Regions from separate parts of the Mus musculus genome. Here regions 1, 2, 4 and 5 are each linked to region 3. A link is a contact called in public HiCAR-type, HiChIP or PLAC-seq and promoter capture Hi-C data. All regions are on one chromosome and are shown on one strand. Each heading gives the region's core, a stretch centred on a gene start, on an enhancer-like site or on the middle of the called end of the contact. The rest is flanking DNA. Distances are from core to core; before and after follow the strand shown. Region 1 has its middle 170 kb from the start of Gm41424. Region 2 overlaps Ube2v2 (ubiquitin-conjugating enzyme E2 variant 2). Region 3 holds the start of Snai2 (snail family zinc finger 2). Region 4 has its middle 140 kb from the start of Gm41423. Region 5 has its middle 13 kb from the start of Gm41424.

Evidence for each region. Promoter capture Hi-C pulls out the DNA fragments that hold promoters and counts their contacts. HiCAR-type assays count read pairs that join an accessible place to other places. HiChIP or PLAC-seq counts read pairs in DNA pulled down with a chosen protein or histone mark.
Region 1: a contact with region 3 is called in an H3K4me3 HiChIP or PLAC-seq map of embryonic limb bud, with 7 times the contacts expected there. The contact joins the enhancer-like site here to the promoter of Snai2 in region 3. A contact is called at or near these places in 16 of 39 promoter capture datasets (the 3T3-L1 cell line, 3T3-L1-derived adipocytes, cancer-associated fibroblasts and 9 more), 1 of 15 datasets of contacts at CTCF or cohesin (embryonic stem cells), 11 of 484 Hi-C or Micro-C datasets (the C2C12 cell line, cerebral cortex, cortical neurons and 6 more), 10 of 115 datasets of contacts at active chromatin or transcription factors (the NIH/3T3 cell line, craniofacial prominence, embryonic fibroblasts and 4 more) and 2 of 9 other capture datasets (adipose tissue and embryonic stem cells).
Region 2: a promoter capture Hi-C map of trophoblast stem cells shows a contact between it and region 3, with 15 times the contacts expected there. The contact joins the enhancer-like site here to the promoter of Snai2 in region 3. A contact is called at or near these places in 13 of 39 promoter capture datasets (the 3T3-L1 cell line, 3T3-L1-derived adipocytes, HPC-7-derived erythroid cells and 9 more), 3 of 15 datasets of contacts at CTCF or cohesin (the NIH/3T3 cell line, large pre-B cells and pro-B cells), 5 of 484 Hi-C or Micro-C datasets (cortical neurons, liver, myocytes and 1 more), 8 of 115 datasets of contacts at active chromatin or transcription factors (the NIH/3T3 cell line, embryonic limb bud, embryonic stem cells and 3 more) and 2 of 9 other capture datasets (adipose tissue and embryonic stem cells).
Region 4: a contact with region 3 is called in an H3K27ac HiChIP or PLAC-seq map of embryonic fibroblasts, with 16 times the contacts expected there. The contact joins the enhancer-like site here to the promoter of Snai2 in region 3. A contact is called at or near these places in 11 of 39 promoter capture datasets (the 3T3-L1 cell line, 3T3-L1-derived adipocytes, the C10 cell line and 5 more), 1 of 15 datasets of contacts at CTCF or cohesin (the NIH/3T3 cell line), 13 of 484 Hi-C or Micro-C datasets (the 3T3-L1 cell line, 3T3-L1-derived adipocytes, the C2C12 cell line and 5 more) and 9 of 115 datasets of contacts at active chromatin or transcription factors (the NIH/3T3 cell line, cardiomyocytes, embryonic fibroblasts and 6 more).
Region 5: a HiCAR-type map of astrocytes shows a contact between it and region 3, with 6 times the contacts expected there. The contact joins the enhancer-like site here to the promoter of Snai2 in region 3. A contact is called at or near these places in 13 of 39 promoter capture datasets (the 3T3-L1 cell line, 3T3-L1-derived adipocytes, cranial neural crest and 8 more), 3 of 15 datasets of contacts at CTCF or cohesin (the NIH/3T3 cell line, large pre-B cells and pro-B cells), 6 of 484 Hi-C or Micro-C datasets (cortical neurons, cranial neural crest, liver and 2 more), 9 of 115 datasets of contacts at active chromatin or transcription factors (the NIH/3T3 cell line, astrocytes, embryonic hindbrain and 5 more) and 2 of 9 other capture datasets (adipose tissue and embryonic stem cells).

The regions. Positions count from the first base shown.
Region 1 is chr16:15,358,179-15,360,878 of GRCm38.p6, reverse strand. No RefSeq gene overlaps it. Among named protein-coding and RNA genes, the nearest start is that of Gm41424, 170 kb to the left of the region's middle. Within about 2 kb of position 1,303, at least 13 of the 459 cell types and tissues checked have an H3K27ac peak or open chromatin away from gene starts, as enhancers often do. A contact at or near this core is called in embryonic limb bud, where this site is marked.
Region 2 is chr16:15,564,242-15,567,033 of GRCm38.p6, reverse strand. The region is part of intron 3 of Ube2v2 (ubiquitin-conjugating enzyme E2 variant 2); the gene reads left to right. Among named protein-coding and RNA genes, the nearest start is that of Ube2v2, 29 kb to the left of the region's middle. Within about 2 kb of position 1,318, at least 2 of the 459 cell types and tissues checked have an H3K27ac peak or open chromatin away from gene starts, as enhancers often do. A contact at or near this core is called in trophoblast stem cells, where this site is marked.
Region 3 is chr16:14,704,562-14,707,261 of GRCm38.p6, reverse strand. Snai2 (snail family zinc finger 2) reads right to left here and starts at 1,410. Exons shown (of 3, transcript NM_011415.3): 1 at 1,210-1,410; 2 at 3-551. The coding sequence starts at 1,288.
Region 4 is chr16:15,252,007-15,254,782 of GRCm38.p6, reverse strand. No RefSeq gene overlaps it. Among named protein-coding and RNA genes, the nearest start is that of Gm41423, 140 kb to the right of the region's middle. Within about 2 kb of position 1,277, at least 63 of the 459 cell types and tissues checked have an H3K27ac peak or open chromatin away from gene starts, as enhancers often do. A contact at or near this core is called in the C2C12 cell line, the NIH/3T3 cell line, embryonic fibroblasts and 5 more, where this site is marked.
Region 5 is chr16:15,540,865-15,543,564 of GRCm38.p6, reverse strand. No RefSeq gene overlaps it. Among named protein-coding and RNA genes, the nearest start is that of Gm41424, 13 kb to the right of the region's middle. Within about 2 kb of position 1,449, at least 8 of the 459 cell types and tissues checked have an H3K27ac peak or open chromatin away from gene starts, as enhancers often do. A contact at or near this core is called in astrocytes, where this site is marked.

The sequences.
Region 1 (2,700 bases), core at 54-2,553, 650 kb before region 3:
GGAACTTACAAAAATAGTAGAAGAGTAGTTAGTAGGAGTCAGGGAGTGAGAGAAATGTAGAGATATTGGCTTAAGGGTCTGAACAATCTAATGTAAATATAACAGGGATCTAATAGTTTTCATTGTGAGTGTAGTAATTAAAACTGAGTCATATGCTTGAGATTTATGCAAATATCAAGTCTCAGATGTTCTTTGCACACACACACACACAACACACTCACACACACACACATTATACTAGGTAATAGATTTATCTACTATCCTAATTGTGGTAATGATTTAAAATATACATGTATTTGTAATGAATTGGTTGCATACTTTCAATTTTGTCAATTATATACCCCCTAAAAAACTGGAAAAATGGAATGAATGCCTCATTGAAAGACATGGGGAGCTTGGGCTGTTAAGTAAAATAGTAAGTCAAAAGTCCATTGGGGTCTATGTAGTCTTAAGACCTTTTGTCTCCCTATCCTTTCTCCTTTACTCTTTCCCTTCTTCCTCAGTGCTTGACAGTGATGGTGCACAGACCTGTCTATGATAGACAACTGCTTTATTATTGAGTTCTTGGGTTTTTGAAACAGTGTTGTTTTATTAGCTGAGGCTGGCCTGGAATGCACTTTGGAGCCCAGACTGGCCTCAAATTCATGTTCTTCCTGTTTCTATCATTCAAATTGTGAGATTACAGGAATATGTCACCAGGCCCAGCCACAGCCTTCCCCTTAAAGTTGGGTAATTGAGGAGGATCGAAAGGCATTTTTCAAGCACATGCTAAGGACCTGCTCCATTTCTAACACTCTACTGGGGGCTCGCTCTTTAAGTAGATAAGAAGGCTGTAGCTTTCATCTTGGGTAGTAGAAATGGCTCAATTTATGCTACTTGTGTTTTTGCCCCTCATTAGTCCATTTATTAACAATGCAGACATTTATTATACTCTCCTCTTATTTTGTGAAGCCCTGCAAATGTCTGTGAAACACATTCACATAACACCAGGTATGATGAGAAAAGCGGAAGCCAGGGCAATAACAAGATTTTAGGTCGCTCTGCATACCCATGTCCTTGCTTAATTCCATCCATTCTAGTAGACTATAGGGTTCTTCTCTCTGAGGGCCCAGGTGTTGTTTAAAGAGATCACTGTAGTGAGTTTTGGTTTGCACTGTGAAGTCTGATATAGATTAGTGAAATGGCATGAGTGCCAACTGGCTGGCTATAACAAGCCACACAAAAAGGATCTTGTAAACTCCTCTTTCAAGGCTCAGTCCTCACAACTATACTGACTCAGCAACAACACGTGAGCCAGCACAGAGTCCTATTCATAAAGCTGTGTGTTTGGAAGGGAGGTCCACAGCCTCTAAAAGCAAGCATGGAGACAGTGACATCATAATGGTCTTTATTATTTCAGGTTAGGCTGACACCTCCTAAATCATTGAGGCAACAGGTAGATTTTTCCACTTGGGCAAAGTCTTCTTTCTTTCCAAAGCTGGATGACTGAGAGGTGTTACGAATGCACATTCCTCAGAGTAACAGTGTGGTTGAAATAAAGATCCACATGACTCCGATTTCATTTCATTTTGTTTGTATTCCACTTCAGTAGTTAAGTGTGTAAATTTTTATAAAGCACAGGCAGGGCCAAGGTTACATACAGACTTTCCTTGTGGCTAGAATGATCAAGACCTGAAGAATATCTTAGGACATTTTACCCTAAGGCCTCCTTTTGCACAAGAAATTCCCATTTATGGTGGCCTTTACATGCAAGTCAAGGGCCACACCAAAACATGTAGAAGTTATGTCCTGATTCTTCCTCCCAGCCCCATGCTCCCAGAAATAAGATTCAGACTCAAAATAAATTTGCAGATACCTTGGATATATAGCTAGGTTTTTCTCTTATTAGATAATAACTTAAATTATTTCATTTATTTTAATCTACATTCAGCCATGTGGCTGATTACATGTACTCAGGTACCATGTGACCATCTTGTTACATTTCCCCAGGTGATTCTTTCTGACTGGGTTTATCCCAGAATTCTTTCTGCCTCATGGATATCCCACCTCCCATTTTTTGCTTAAGTCATAAGCCATAGGCTTTTCATACAACACACAAGATAGTCTCTCTACAAATACAAATCAGTTTACTAAGAATATAGAACATTTACTCATGGGTTGATGAAGGTTGAGTTTTCCTTTAAAGTTATGATGGATGGGCTTGGTAAACTCAGTTTGAGGAAGAAGGTAGACAGGAGAAAATGATGAGGACTTGCTAGGAAGTGCCTAAAATGCTAATAGTTGGAGGTCTGAGTGCTCATGTACATGTATGTACATGTGCATATATGTGTACATGGTATAAGTGTTTATGTGTGCATATATTCATATATATATATATATATATATGCAAATACTTGTATATGTTAATATTTGTACCCACACATGTTTGTATATATGTAGGTGGATAAATGCAGAATATTTGAAGAGGTGTGGGTGTGAGTGGGGTGTAGAAGTTGAATCAGCACACCTTTCAAATATTTAGGTGCATGTTAAGACTTAAATAATTAAAATTTTTATTTGCATATATAAACCATCTAAGACACATACATACACACACACACACACACACTCACACACACACACACACACACACTCCATGCTAGGCAAACTCCACAAAGTAGGAGGACCTTAAAAGTTAAAGCACCTTAATGATAACCAGGT
Region 2 (2,792 bases), core at 69-2,568, 860 kb before region 3:
TCCGTTCCACTAGCTGTGCAGAAGAGTATTTCATTGGGGGCTGGAGAGATGGTTCAGAGTTTACCAGAGGACCTTAGTTCAATTCTCAGCACCCACGTGGTAGCTCATGACCATCTATGATGGGATCTGGTGTCTTCTTCTGGCTTGCAGGCGTACACTGAAGCAGAATGCTGTATACATAAGTAAATTCATAAATCAATCTTAAAGAAAAAGTTTTTCATTAATGTACTTTCTCAAAAAACCTTTTTATTGTCATTTGGGATTTGAAGATACAAAAGCAAAAACTGATTTAATTCTTGGATATAGATGTGAGTTTACAGGGGTGGAAATAATTAAGATAAATGTATTAGATTCCAAGTTTTTTCTTGATTGATATAGATTTTGTTGTTTTGTTCTTGTTTTTGTTTGAGATGAGGTCTTGCCTTGTAATCCAGGCCCAGTTGGAACAGGTGATGTACCACTATAATTGGCTGGATAGTTATTTTTACAACTGGTAAATAGAATTTCAGATTAACTGTTACTAATTGGGCAACGATAGTTTTATGTATTTTGAGGCTAATTCATATTACATATACAAGTAGTCATAGTGGGTGTTACAGTAATGTGGTTTTTACTTAGTAAAATTTTCTTGTCTGTGGTTACACTGTATGGTGTTACAGAGTTTCATTTTGTAAGGTCTCAAGTTTTAGAGATTATATTATACACTGACAAGGTGCAGATTTTGATATGATGGAATATTTATTTTCTTGTTTTGTTTGTTTGTTTGTTTGTTTGTTTGAGACAGAGTTTCTTTGTGTAGTCCTGGCTGTCTTTGAACTCACTCTGTAGACCACCTGCCTCTGCCTCCCGAGTGCTGGGATTAAAGGCGTGCGCCACCAATGGCGGAATATTTATTTTCTTATATTCTATTTTCTTCTTCCGTACTTCAATGTTGACTTGAATGTACAATATAGGGCAGATCCAGTTCTATGGTCACTCATATAGTAGTGGGTCAACATGGTTTGGTTTCTTAAAGCGTTTTGAGCCTGTTACAGCTGTGAAACCACCCATAATTTCTTGCCACAAAGACCTCTTCATAGGACAGTTAGCAACAAAACTTGATGTTTGTCTGAGAAGCAAGAGAATAAAAGCTGATAGAGACAAGATGGGCTTGCCTTAGGGTTTTTACTGTCGTGGTGAAACACGATGACCAAAAGAAAGTTCTGTTCCATATAACAGATAATAAATCATCTAAGGCTTTCAGGTCAGGAACCTGGAGGCAGGAGCTGATGCAGAGGCCCTGGAAGAATGCTGTTTACTGTCTGTCTACATGGTTTGCTCACTCTGCTTTCTTATAGAACTCAGTACTATCAGCCCCAGGGATAGTACTGCCCACAGTGAGCTGGGCCCTCCCCCATCAATCCCTAAGAAAATGTCTTGTAGGCTTACCTACAGCCTGATCTTTTTGAAGCATTTTTTCACTTCAAGCTGCCCCCTTTCAGATGACTATATAGCTTGTGTCAAGTTGACATAAAAACTAGCCAGCATAGAACTCTTTAAGTCTTGAAGTTAGAAGTGACATTTAAACATTGTATACATTAGAAGATAGTTACATGCAGAAATGATAATAAGAGCCAGAGATAATCTGGAAGTGGGACTAGGTTTATGGCTTAGATTCTGGTACTGATATCAAAGGGTTTATACTTAATCTCCAACTATATTGAGGTATAAACATTCATTTTATATATAGCTCTGTCTAAAAATTTTAAAAGAAGTATGTTTTAAGTTAATTTGTATATTAATATGCATGTGTGTAGTTTATTTGTACTCTTACCACAGCACACAATGAGGTCAGGGGACACATTTCAGGAGTTGCTTTTCTTTTCATCATATGGGTCATGGAGATTGAACTTAGGACAAAAAGTGCCTTTACCTACTGAGCCATCTTGCCAGCTCCAGGGAACTATTAAATCATAGGCCTGTCCATATGCAGATGGAGAGCTTCAAATAGGAGTAATGAAACATTGAGAGACATCTTACCAGCTCCCTGCCTGCCTGTATCTACTTTAGTCTATACATTCATATACATTTATTATATTATAATTGGGTTAACTTTTTATTATTTAGTTGTAAGAGTTTTTCAAATACTGGGGAAATGGTATATATTACACATTTAATTTGTTAGTACTTTGTTCTATTCTCTGTGTTTTTTTTTCCTCCTTTATTGATGGTGTACAGTGCATTCGCTACAGTACATTCGATTTTAGTTTGGTGCTTTGTTTTGAGATAGGACATTAAAGTATTGTCCACACTGCTGTGTTTTTTTTTTTTTTTTTTTTAATTCACTTTACATTCTGATCAATGACTGCCTGCCCCCCTGCTCCTCCTCTGCCAGAGTCCCTTTCCTTAATTTCCCTCCTCTTTTCTGGTGAGAGAATGAAGGCTCCCCGTAGATGTCCACCCTCCCATCCCCTGACACACACACACATCATTTCTGCAGGACTAGGAGCTTCTACTGAGAACAAACAAGGTAACCAAGTTTGCTGAACAGATTCCACAGGCAGGCAACAGCTTTAGGGATAGCCATCACACATTGTTTGGGACCCACATGAAGACCGAGCTGCACATCTCTTTTCATATATGTGGGGTTGGGGGCCTAGGTTCAGATTGTATATGTATGCTCTTTGGTTCAGTCTCTGAGACTCCCAAGGGTCCAGGCTACTTGACACTTTTGGTCTTTCTGTGGAGTTCTTATCCCCTCCAGGGCCCTCACTGCTTCCCCCAACTGTTCCAAGCTCTATCCAATGTTTGGC
Region 3 (2,700 bases), core at 161-2,660:
ACCAGTGTGAGTTCTAATGTGTCCTTGAAGCAGCCAGGGTCTGGAGAAAGCCTTGCCACAGATCTTGCAGACACAAGGCAATGTGTGGGTTCGAATGTGCATCTTCAGGGCACCCAGGCTCACATATTCCTTGTCACAGTACTTGCAGCTGAACGATTTCCTAGACTGGGCATCACAGTGCAGCTGCTTGTGTTTGGCCAGCCCAGAGAACGTAGAATAGGTCTTATTGCATAAATTGCACTGAAACTTCTCAGCTTCGATGGCATGGGGGTCTGAAAGCTTGGGCTGCAGTCTCTCCTCTTCGTCACTAATGGGACTTTCTGAACCACTGTGATCCTTGGATGAAGTGTCAGAGGAAGGCGGGGGACTTACACGCCCCAAGGATGAGGAGTATCCAGTAAGAGGAGAAAGGCCACTGGGTAAAGGAGAGTGGAGTGGAGCTGCCGACGATGTCCATACAGTAATAGGGCTGTATGCTCCCGAGGTGAGGATCTCTGGTTTTGGTATGACAGGTATAGGGTAACTTTCATAGAGATATGGGGAAATAATAACTGGAAGAAAGAAAAGGAAGGAAAGAAAAAATTAAGGCAAAATATTTTTAAAATATATGTACACAGTCTGAGAGAGACCATAACAACATGCAGGAGACTCCATAGGAGACTCTCTAGTGAAGACAGCCTTACTCACAGGACACACATAAAGTCTTCCCTTCACCTGGGCTTACTGTCCTCGTGCAGGCTGACAGTTGCCCTGACTAACCTTCATTCTGGACTAGCCTTGCTGTCCCAATTTAGAACGAAGAACTAGACACTATATTAAAACTTTTTATAAAGTTGCTTTTCATTTTATGCGTGGGCTGTTCTAGCTGTACCGTGCCTGTGGCGGGTAATGGCATGCACGAATCCAGCTGCTTTCCCAAGTGCTTGGCTTCAGGAGATTGCTGCTCAGGCGAGGGGAAGGGTGCGATCACGTCCGTGCACTCCTTTTGCGTACACACAGGCTCAGAGAACTATACTGCCCGACCGGAAGGAAGCTTTCCTTGTCAGCAAAGATCTCAAAGGTTTTGAATTAAAACTTAACCTAAGTAATCAAGAGACTGCAAGGACAGTTTTGGCACAGCATTAAAAGGAAAGCGGCCCGGTGTGTTCTCTGAGTCAAGCAATAGAACCGCGGTTTACTCGCGCACAGATTTACAGAGGCGATTTTTACCTGTGTGTGTGTCCAGTTCGCTGTAGTTGGGCTTCTTGGAGGCGTTGAAATGTTTCTTGACCAGGAAGGAGCGCGGCATGGTGGCTGCGGGCGGGCGCGGGCGGATAACGGTCCAGGCGGCGGTCCTATAGCATCGCGGTGGCTCAGGTGCGGCGGGGGACAGGCAGGCGCCTCTGAAGTCACCCGGCTCCCTGCCCGACTGAGCTCCTCTGGGCGGGGAGGCGCCTTCTCCGTTGCTTTTTCTAGAAGTAACCAATCACAGCCAAGAGGTTCAGATTTCAGCTCCTCCTTCTGGAACAGCTGTGAATAGAGGAAGACTCTGTTGTCAGACTAAATTTTTCTGGTTCAAAATGGGCTGCTCATGGCATTTCAGTGGAGGCTCAAAATACATTAAATGTTTTCAAGAAAGGAAATCTCGGTTCTTGAGCACTGGGGAAACGTGTTTCCGCTAGGTGACCTACGGCGACTTGGCTTCCAGATGTGGGCAGTGCCTGGCAAGGCGAGGGCGGGAAGGAAGGGCGGCCCTCCGGACTGGGACCGCGCAGCCCCTAGTGGCCAGAGAGTCTATATTTGGAAGTTGCGTCTGGAGGGGGGTTATTGCACACAAGCAGCTGTAGGCTCTGGCTTTTGGGAAAGGAAGGTAAAGGCTCCCCGCAGCTGCCACAGCAGGTCTAGGGCGGCGTGCCAGAAAGTTAACTTGCTGATCGCTGCGTTAGACACTTGAAAGTAAAGCCTTACAGCCTACCCCAGGAACTGGAAGAGTGTAAAGATAAAAGGGAAGGCTGGTGCAGACTCCGACAATAGGCAAACTCTGGAAGAAGTATGGAAAGTTCTGATGAAGACATGTGACAAGACTTCCTCCCTTTGTAGCGCATGGTATTTTAGAGAAAGAAAAAAAAATATGAATCTCTACTGACAATTCTTAGTGTCTGCCGTTACTTAGTGGTGTTTTCTTTAGTCTTCAAAAGCCTCCCCCTTCCTCACGCCACATCCCTGGTTTGCATTAAAAGATGGGGTAAAGGATTCTTTTGCCAAGTTCTTTGACTGGCAGTTTAGGTAGTCCAGTAGCCAGCCGGTCACTTCACTTGCATTTGCACATAGGGGTAGGTGTAAAAATACTCCGAAGTGATTCATTTTAAAAGTGCAGTTTTCACTGTGCCCACAGGCAACTCTGTTTATTTCAATGTTACCCTGACTCTTCCCAACAAAATTGCAGAATCCAATTCCCCCACCTCCCCACCCCAAGACAACTAACTTTTTTTTCGTAACAGGTGCTGGAAGAAAACAGCGGAAACAGAATACCACCAGCGATGTTGAGACTTGCAAGAGAAAAGTGCATTGTCAAGCAGCATAACTTCTTAATCTGGGGATGAGAAAACGGGCGTGTGAGCGGGGGAGGGGGAAACCCGCAGACTTCCTGGGTTAATTTCAATGATTCCTCTTTCTCTTTACAATAGTCACTGATTTCAATGTCAAATACAGAAAGATATT
Region 4 (2,776 bases), core at 28-2,527, 550 kb before region 3:
GCTGGGCATTATCTTGTACTTTGTTGGTTTAAATGAAAGTTTCTTTCAAGTTGTTTAAATTCAAATGCCAGGGTCCAGTTGAGGCCAGTAATTATGGAGAAAACCATCATTAGGCAGAAATTTAAGTTTCAAGTCCACAAACATACAAATAGTAATTGGTACTGAGCTGCTGCCTTGGATAGGCAGAATAAATGCCCTCAATTGCTATCAAAAGGAAAATTCCCAAGGATTTCTGCAAGTTTTTATGTTATTTGAAGTATGTAATGATATTGTTTTAATACACTCCTCACTTAACTCCAAACACCGTTGGGGTTGCTCTGGTGCTGCTGTGTTCAAATACTAAATTCTATACCCCAAGATCTGGTTACCCCAAAAGGAGCAAATTCTCATGTATACCAGCTTTTGTTGTTCAAACCTTGCTTCTTAATTTAAAACTATTGGTTAAATAAAACTGGTGACAGCCAATTACTGGAGGAAATAGAGATAGGTGGGTTTTAAGTTACCTGGCTGGGGGGTCACAGTAGGAGAAAAGGGAGAAGGGGAAATAAGAGAGGAGGTAAAGAGAGGAGGAGGCAGCCATGAGAAAAGATGGACCATGTGCATGTGCCCAGGAGAAACACCAAGTAACATGGGATATGTGGCTGGGATGTAAGTTATAATAGCTCAAAACCTGTCCAACCTAGGCTTACAACTTGTAAATAAATACCTGGATTGTGTGTCCTTCATACAGAATATATAATTCCTATTATAAAACAGACTACAGTTGATGAAGAGTTCTGTAGAAGCTGGTTGTAATACTGCATTTAATGTTTATATTATGTACACATCCATGTATCTGTCTATCTGTTTAATAGAAAAGAACCATAAATTTGCAAAAAAAACAAAACCAAAACAAAAACAAAAAACAAAACAAAACAAAAAAACTGTGTTGGATCACACAGAAAAGGGTCTCTAATACAGCTCTACATTAGGTGCTATTATTCCATTAAGATGTTTAGAATTTTCAAAATAGAATTACATTTTTGGTGTTTTTCCTTCTCCGGCTTGCCCCCTACTGAAACTAAAAACTATATGCTAAAAAGCATAATTCTGAAGTTTATAGATACATTAAATCTGCTAAAGTTTTCTAGCCTTGATTTTCAAAGTTAAATGAGAATCTTGCCAAATGCCTAGGGTGGCAGACAAGGAAGGAAAGAGAACTGTAGCCCATAGACTGTGGGAAAGATGAGTGTCACTTTCGGGGGTTCTATATATAGGCATCAACACATGGTCATCACTGGTGACCTAGTGGTACACAGCCTTGACTTATGGGAGAATTCTGCTGGCGACCTCATGTTCAACCCTTAAGTGACCAGAAGAATTCAAAGCTTTTCCTCCAGACTATTTATTTGTAGCAAAAGCTTTGCCTCCGGTTAGAGCATAAACTGAACTAGATTTCCCTCATGAGTATAATGCAAAGATCCTGGAAATGTGCCACAGTGCATTTTGGTGAGCTTGCTGCACTTCACTGGGATCAGCAGAGACTCTCCTCTCACTGACATAAACATGCCAGAGCTTCTGGGTCCTTGCTCAGAGCTTCCAGGCCCAACTCCTGTAGCCACTGAAGGCCTCCCACGCCAAGCTGTGTGAAGTCATCAGACAATCCTGGTGGTTCTTTTTATTTTCCCTGATGAAAACTAAACATTCTCATGTTTCCCTTGGCTTGAAAGTCTCTTCCATTCAGCGCTCTAGGCTGGCCTGGCTGCTGTGTATGCACATGACACCCAGTGCATGTTTTGCAGGTTGCTCTTTACAGATGTGAAGGGTAGCAGGGTTTGCCTGCATTAGGGGGGTACTACTCTCAGGTTCTGCCAGCATTGTGAGATCCACCCAGGCCCCATACGCACTGCTCACAATTACATGCCACCCTCACAGACTACTTGTAAGGTGCTGGCAGCACCCCCTACTCCCATTCCTAATAAGGCAACGGATGCACGGAGCAGTTGGAGGTTCTGAGCACAACTTCTTATAAAAATAAAACAAAACAGTGAAGAGAAGATTTAAATACAGAGCTACGCTGATCTATTTAGTGTTCCTTTTAAAGTGCTCTGCTTCTCATGGAGAAGAAAAGGCAGTGAGTGAGGTTGATAAAATGACTAGATCTGTCCTGCCACATAAGTTCTGTTCCTAAAAGTCTATACACTTACCCACTATATCACTTTCATTCTCAGCATTATTATAACATCAGTTTATTTTGTGGATGGTAATATAAAAATTGTAGTAATAAGAAAAAAGATATGAATGTGAGAAAGATACCAAGGAGAGGGTCTGATAGCCGGTGGCTCATTTGTGTCTCAGAAAGGTGTCACATGGCTTGGAGCCCATGATAAATGCTATACCCTTTTCTTTATGTAGGACAGAGATGATACTCCACTTTCCCACATAGCTTCATACAAGCAAGCCCAGGCTCAGGAGGACCTAGTGCTAAGGCTGCACTTCTCTGGGGACACCTCTAGATGCCCCAATGTTCCAGCCAGTGGAGAAACTGTGGCAGTTACAAAAATATGACTTACTGGAGAAATATGGATCTCATTTATGTCACTGTTAACTGACTCACAATTGTCTCATCTGGGTCAAATCATCCTTGAGTGTCCTCATGGCAAAGACAGATGAAACCTTGGTTCTATTGGCTAGTGTCCTCTTCATCATCCCCAAATAAGTGACCTAGGAAGGAGTGGGGAGTTACAAGGAAGAGATGACCACATTATAATGTAGAAAAAAAGGTTTAGTTTGCTAC
Region 5 (2,700 bases), core at 200-2,699, 840 kb before region 3:
TACAAATCTCAAAACAAAAAATTAGTATCATCAAGGTATCTTTTTTTTTTGTTTGTTTGATTTTCTGGAATCTAATTCTCTGGGGGTCTCCCTTGATCTAATCTGATCCATATAGCTCTGGGAAATGTCCAGAGCCTAATTACCTTTTCTAAAAACACAAAGACAAAACCTTTCTCCTAAATCAGTATATCCTTGAGCCAGTAACCAGAAAAACCATTATTTTGACCTCTTTCCCAGAGGAATAATATAACCACAAAACTCAAAATCACATCCATTTTGAAAATTAAAACAATCCAGAACAAAAGAATTAAACTAAAATATTTTATATACCTATTCTTAGGCTTTTTCTATTTTGCTATGCCAGGAAATTAACCCAAAATTCCCATGGAGCCCATATTCAAAGAATATGAGTTAGTTGTCCTGCAGACGTCATTATACCATCTTTAAAACAATTGATTCACATTTTTATCTATATCTGTTCATGAGCAGGCAGCTTGTCAAACCAGGATTTACTAAAAATTTCCATGGAGGCCAGGTTAGACAGAATTTGAGTATCCTGAAAGACTTATTAGAGCAATATATATATTTTTACCATCTTTAAAGCAATTAATTCAAACTTTCACTAATATCTGCCTATAGGAAGCAGGTAGTTTTTACTTCTGAGCAGGCAGCCATCCTGTTATACTTCTATCTGTTGGGCTCTCTACCTGGAGCCACAGACATTTATTAATACCTGTTCATATCAGGCAATTATCACTGCCCTCTCTACTTTAAGTCAGTGACTAATTTTCCCTATCCTAGTTCCTAACCGTGGGCAAAATTTCCCATGTGATTCGGACAAAATCTATACATAAATCTATCCTAAAAGCAAATAATTTCAATTTAAAAAATTCACAGTTAAATCATTATCTGCCCCAAGATGTAGGCAGCTTCCATTCTACAGCTTTCTGACTCAGAGCAGTCATCTTGTCTCTTTCCACAGCAGGGGACCTCAGAGCCCTCTTTCTTTGTTTCAATGTTCCTGCCCTTGAGTTCACGTGACTTGTCCCAGTGCCACCTTTCTCTCACTTAGAAAATAAACTCTAGGGGCTGGCGAGATGGCTCAGTGGTTAAGAGTCCCAAGTTCAAATCCCAGCAACTACATGGTGCCTCACAACATCCGTAACAAAATCTGATGCCCTCTGTAGTATCTGAGGACCACTACAGTGTACTTACATATAATAAATAAATAAATCTTAAAAAAGAAAAAAAGAAAATAAACTCTAACTCTCAAGCTAATAATTTAAAATTTCTAGTGGATTCTCGCCTAACACGTTGATTCACTACATGTTGCAGGAAATAATTAAAAAAATGAATCTACACTATTGTTGGCAAGGCACCAGTGGGTAAGCCGGCCAGCCAGGCCCTGGCAGGGAATGGCTGGTCTGTTCTCATCTTGTGGAGACTCTCTGACTCAGAGCTCCAAAATTTCTCCACCCAGCTCATTAAGTTCCCACTGGCAGGTCATTAACATGCCAGCCCATGCTTCAAAACTCCCACGGCCTTTTGTGGTGCACTTCTGACAAACCCACACTTCGCCATTGTACCTTTCTCTCTGGAACCCAGTTGAGCCACTGCATGAAGGAAAACACCACACAAACTTAGTTCAGAATCAATGGTAACTCAATCACTGGGCACATCAACTAGACTCTTAATCTTGTAAGCCATATTAAATCTAAGTGCTCCTGTGGTGAATCTGCCAGAATTCACATCTAAACTGGTAGACTCTAGTAGCTACATTTTGTCCTCTCTGCTGTCCCTGTCTAAATGCCAGAACTTGTTTGTTTTCTTGCTTACAAGATTTTCTGTGCAGCCAAATAAAAGCTGACCAGCTTTCTTTATGTCCTCATATACTGACATTATCATTTTAGATTGAGTTGAGTTTTGTAAATTAATTTTTTTCTATATAGTCTCCCTATGGTGGGTAGCTTTAGCCCTTTAGCTATCCTTTGCTGGGGAGTACTGTGGATTGAAACAAGTACATCAATTTCTCTGTTGGCAGATAGGCTAGGTGGTCTTGTGTTTGCAGATCTCTAGGACTTTTCCTCAGCAAGTGAGTTGGGCTGGTGTCTTAGTGTTCTGTTGCTATGAAGAAACACCATGACCATGGCAACTCTTACAAAAGTAAGCATTTCAACTCATTGTCTTCCATGTTCCTATAGTCTGGTCCATTAAGCCCCACTTAATGTATAACTGCTTTTCTAGTCCAAAGTTTTAAAGTCCACATTCTGCCAATAAGCATCATGGTCAGGCCTATCACAGCAATACCACACTCCCTGGTACCAACTTTGGTCTTAGTGCCTTATTGCTGTGGAGATACACCATGATCACAGCAACTCACAAAGCATTATGTTGGGTACACTTTGGTGATACAGCTGCCTTTGAGTCATTTCTGCTCCCCAATAAAATTCATGATCTGCCAAGTTGGACTTTGGTGGTATCTATACACTGGGTGATTAGATGTATGTGCTGCATCTCACCAGGTAGTTTTGTTACACATCATAATTGGTGCCTGAACAGGAACCCAACAAAACCAAAGATAAGTTGGGGAGGAATGAGTGGATGTATAGTCTTGACTATAGGTAGCAAGAGATGCAACTGAGGCTGAGAAGCCAGGGTAGGGAGCATCTGTGGAGGAAAGTCCCATAGACTTGTCTTTTC